Linked DNA regions of Gossypium hirsutum: region 2 is linked to region 1. Evidence: chromatin contacts called from public Hi-C data. All regions are on one chromosome and are shown on one strand. The core of a region is the stretch at or near the end of the contact, and the rest is flanking DNA. Distances in the headings are between cores, read along the strand shown. Region 1 holds the start of LOC107892539. Region 2 holds the start of LOC107959957.

Region 1 (2,700 bases), core at 112-2,611:
GCTCCAGTCCATGCTCCAGTTCCGGGGAAAGGAACAGCCACAAAAAGCATTAGGCCAAGCCATTGAAATTCTTCCACTGGCCCAGCCTTCTGTCTGGCTCTCTCAAAGAGACTGTTAAGTAACTGAGATGCAAACTGGTTTTTCCCAGCAAGAAATGTAGTAAATCTTTTCAGGTAAAGTACAATGAATGGCACTGGAACCATATTCCTGCAGTTTAATGTTACTTTTAGAAAAAAAAATTATCATCAGCTTATTTAATTTCCCAGAACAATTATGCATAAGAAATTAATTGTTAATTTTTAGTACACTCAAGCACATGCATTAGAATAGTAAAATTAGCTCGTTCAATATCTCAAATTGCTCAAGCTTGACTTCAGAGTAATCAAACCAAATATAAATTTTACTCTTTAAACTAACCCAAATAGCTTACCAGCATATTTGCCTATTTTACATCCCTATGAATAACTTTCAGTATTATTAAAAACAAAAAACAAAAAAATGCTACCTTGACTTAAAATTTCAGTGACAAGTATGCATTCTATGGAAACTATTGAAGCAAAATTTTCCATAAGCAAACTGGTCAAAACAAAATCTTTCACAACAATTAAGCTCAACTCTATAAACATGAAGCTATAATGAACTAAAGACTTGAAAGATCCTCAATTAACGAAAAAGAAAATAAAGCTAACCCAAGAATAGATAATATTGTCAGGAGTGTAGGCTTGAGTTGCATCCAGTAACCAAGAGGAATAGCTCCCCGAAGCTCAAGAATAGGAAGCGTTGCAAGAGTGAAAACCACGGCCTCATCAGGCCAACCCAAGCCACGCAACGCATTGGCAATCTTGAGGCCAAAGCTTGAAGCTCTAATGGAGTCGGCAGCAACAGTAGCCGCTTTAGCGTCCCCAGAAGCAGCGTACCAAACAAGAGACAAAGAAGCCCAGAAGACAACCCAGCAGAGGATTTTCACTGGAGCCTCCTCAAAAGAAGGCAATATTTCATCTTCTTTGCTTGTATGAGCTGAATCAAGAAACCCATTTGAGGAAGCTTTAATTCGGGTCGAAGGAATTGGAAAATACTTCCGGTTTTGAAATTTTGACCTTAAAAAGAGGTCATTGCTTCGAGCAGTAGGGCCATGTAAATGGGAGGGTAAGATATTGAGATGGGTTTTCTTCAAATAGAATGATAATGGCTGTGGCGAAGTTGCAATTGCTGGTGATACAGTAGCCATTCTAAACTACGAAATTGGGGCTATTGGAACTTTGTTTTTTGCCCCCATTAATGAAGGGGTTTTAGAGAGGAAGGGGAGCATTGTGACTTTGTGAGATTGATACAATCAATTAGAGATTTTTCTTTAATGCCTTAATGCATCATTTAGTCCTAAAGTATGCCTTTTATTCGTTCTGGTCCTCCAGGTTCTTTTCCCAAATGAGGACATAACATTTTATAATATTGACCAATATTTTTAAAATCAGACCGTTGACTAAATTGGTCAGGCCATCAATTTATCGGTCTGAACATTCTAGTTGGTTTAATTAAAAATTTTTTTTAATATTAAAAAAATAATTTAATCGATTTTTTAACTACTTCAATTTTTCTGTACTGATTTTTTATTAGTATTTGACATTATACTTTTGAGCTTAATATAATTTACCATTATGTTTTAACTTTATTTTTAATTTTGTCACTTTGCTTTTATTTCATTAAAGTTTGTTACTAAAATTTTATTTTTAATTGATTTTTATTATTTAATTTTAATTTAAAAGAATTTGAAGTGAAATTTTAATAAAATTAATATTATACTTAAAAATAAAAATAATAATAGAAAAAACAATGATTTATATATAAAAAAGTAAACTTATTCTGTTTTTATTTTTATTTTATTTTCAAGTATTTCTTTATTAAATAAAAAATTTAAGTTAATTTAATAGTTTTTAATATTTTATAAATTAGCTTATTGTTAATTATTAAAATAAAATATTTAAAATTAATTTTCTTGTTAAAATTCATTTTAAAATCATCAAAATCAATGTAAAATTTAATTAAAAAACAACATTAGTGGTAAAATTCAACAAAATTCAAATTTTAATGATAAAACTCAATCACATAAAATTCATTTGAAAATTTTAACCATATTCTCAAATTAATAGGGCCAATATTAGACAGAATAAAGTAAAGTGATAAATTTTAATACTTCCGGGTAGCATGGTGAAATTTTGCATTTTAACTCTAATTCTTTCTATCTTATAAAAATATCTATAGCCATTCATTATTTGTCATATGTCAAATGATAACCCCACAATACTTTATCATTCGAAAATTCTTTTTTAAAAAATATTTAGAATAAAAAATTATTAAAAATTTATAAAACTCTAAAATATATTTTAAAAATATGAAATTATGAAAAAAATGTTGAAGGAAGATTAAACTTGCACGATTACCTATATATAGACCCGCATCCTAGACAAGCTCCCAACCTTTTCTAACATTCGCTCGGATGGTGCCTACCACTATCTCCACAAACACGAGTCTTAGTAACAGCAGCTGGTGCCTCAACCTGTGGAGGCCCATCAAACCTGGCCCGTTTCTTAGGTCGCTGAACAGAGCTAGAAGGCCCCGTATCCCTCATAGTCTTAGTCTGACCTTTCTTTTAGTCCCTCTTTTTGCGTTCATTGCACTTGGCCTCTTTAACAATCTTTGCCT
Region 2 (2,700 bases), core at 119-2,618, 160 kb before region 1:
TCTCATGTCGACACTTACTATTAGAAATTAACAGTCATTTCAACAAAGCTGAAAGTATAGAAATAAAAGGGAAGTCAAGAATTTTATACTACAACATTTATCAGAAATAAAATGCAAAGTTAAATCCAATAACCAAACTCTTTACTCTTCTTAAGCTAGAACAAAGTTAATACCTTTTGCTGATACTGCCCGACAGAATCTTCCACCTGAAGAGGCACAGAAATGGGCACACTCTGCACTGGAACCTGGAAAGTGGTATAAGTCCCAGCAGCAGCAGCTGCAACCACTTCAACTGGAGCCTTCATCTCCGGCGTCGTCGTAAAGTAATCCAAAGCCATAATCTTGTTAAGCCTCTCTCTCAACCCAGCATCTGAAACAAAAAGAACTGCCCAAGTTAGAAAACCTAGAAACTTAAAAATAGAAAGCCCCCCCCCCCAAAAAAAAAACAAATGGAGTGCTTTATTACAGGAGACGTCGGCATTGGGGTCAATGGGCCGGTCAGAGTTGGAAAGCCAAAGCTTAGCATGGTGGAGGCAACGGTGCAAAGCGTTCTTGTGAGACAAACTGGAATCAGCAGAGCGTGAAGTCAATAGTGCACTCAGCGTCGAAATGGAATCCAAATCTTTCTCGCTAAGCAGATCGGTAGCGTCGTCGGTGACATAATCGTAAGTCAGGCAACAGCCCCTCTCGTGCGTCCGAGTCAACATCATCGAAGTGAAATCATTCTGAGACTTTACATCGAACAACGACCCGAAATAGAGCAGGTTGAGGAGATCTTCAACAGCATGATCGGGCTCATTGGGCGGCTGCTGCTGTTGTTGGGCTTCCGAGGTAGTTTCTTCCGCGGAAATGGTTTGACGCTGTAAAGCGAGTGAGATTTCTTCAGAGACGGCGGAGGAGAGAGGGTGGCGAAGCTTCTCGAGTTCGTCGATGAGGGCGGAGACGGAGGGTTTTGAACGTAGGACTTCTTCTTGTTCTTTGTTTAAGGGTTTGCCCTGGGAGACGGATTCTTCCATCTGGAGGATGCGGTTGTATTTCTTGCGTAAGGCACGGATGCGTTTGTTGATGAGGCTAAGGACTGGACCGTCGGAGGAAGTGGTGGTTATTGTGTCGGAGGCAACTGTTGTTGTTGCTGCAGCGGTCGCCATTTGAGGGGTTTTTGCGGTTGACTGTGGTGGTGGCTGATCGCTGTTTGGAAGAGCACCACTGGGAGGTGGTGGCGCTGGTGGTGGTGGTGGTAGTGGTAGTGGGCGGCGGGATAAGAGATTTTTGGAAAAGAAAAGGAAAGTGAATGATTTTGATGTAGGCTTTTTTGGGTAAACCACTGGTTCAAGTAATAGTAATAGTTACAACAAAATAATAATAAAATAGATAAACGATGAGAAAATAAAATAGAAATATCAACAGTTTAACTTCGGATTTTTTTATTTTTTTATTTACTAAGAGTTTACCTTAAAAAGTCATTTTTAAGTATTTAATAATATTATATTCTAAAATATTAATTTTTATTTTTATAATATTTAATAAAAATTTTAACTATTATTCCGCTCAAATTAAAATTATTATTAATTTTTTTAAAATATAATAATAATAAAATACATCATAAGACACCAAATTAACAGTAATTACTACTTTTCCAACGCTAACAAATACCAAATTTCCTTTGTTTATGATATTTTTCTTTTCAAACTTAAATTTGGGATTGAGTTTTAATAAAATTAATATATATTAAAAACTATAAAACTAGACCTTAAAATTTTATATTTTAAAACCTTAAATAATAAATCTTATATTATAAATAAATTTGTCCATGGGTCGAGCTTTAAAAATTAGTTCGAAAAGTAGAATGATTTGAGTAAAAATATAGGCTTGAATAATGAGATTGGACAAAAAAATAAAGCCCGTTTAAAAAATAGATCAGACCTTAGATAAGGGTTTTTGACTCAGGCACAGCTTGACCCGAATTTTCAAAAAGAAAAAACTATTGTTTTGCTACAGTTTTCTCACTGTTTTGCTCTCATTTCACTATTATGTTATTAATTTATTTTTAATTTATTGGAAAACATTTATTTTAATGTTTGTAGTGTTTTTGATGTATAATATTTTTTAAATTTTTATATAAAAATAAAATAAGCAAATTTTAATATGGGTGGGTAAAGTTGGACCTAAGCTTTAATATTTTTATCTGAATCGAATTTTAGCAAAAATTTAGACCCATTTTTCAAGTCTATCCAAGCTTGAAACTATTAATCAAGCTTAAAATTTTATTATCCAATTTGACCCGACCCATGAACAATTATAATCATAAACTTCAAACCTTAAATTTTAAATCTTACCCAACCTTAAATCATAATGTAGTCATTTCTATAAAATCATAATTTTTAAAATTTTAAATTCTAAATCCAGTATGACTTATTTATCCATTGTTGTTTTAAAAATACATTTAGAAAGTACTGGCGGAAAAAATACTGTGAAAAAAGTGTGATTTGATCATTTCAAATGCCTGTTATTGTTGTAAAAAATTATAGTGATAAATTAAAATGTTGTTTTCAGACATATGTTTGAAAGTAAAATTTAATTAATTTATATAATATTTTAATATAATATATAAAATATAAATTTTAAATATCATTTAAATAATTAATATAATTTATTTGAAAAATTAATGATATATAAAATATTTTAAAATTTTAAATATAA

The links. Hi-C and Micro-C count contacts between places; a contact is called where the count stands out from the background.
Region 2: a Hi-C map of leaf shows a contact between it and region 1, with 2.9 times the contacts expected there. The contact joins the promoter of LOC107959957 here to the promoter of LOC107892539 in region 1. A contact is called at or near these places in 6 of 34 Hi-C or Micro-C datasets (callus, leaf and seedling).

The regions. Positions count from the first base shown.
Region 1 is chrA05:72,517,386-72,520,085 of Gossypium_hirsutum_v2.1, reverse strand. It overlaps LOC107892539, which reads right to left and starts at 1,361. Exons shown (of 2, transcript XM_016817612.2): 1 at 690-1,361; 2 at 1-207. The coding sequence starts at 1,228.
Region 2 is chrA05:72,681,316-72,684,015 of Gossypium_hirsutum_v2.1, reverse strand. It overlaps LOC107959957, which reads right to left and starts at 1,368. Exons shown (of 4, transcript XM_016896136.2): 1 at 467-1,368; 2 at 174-370. The coding sequence starts at 1,148.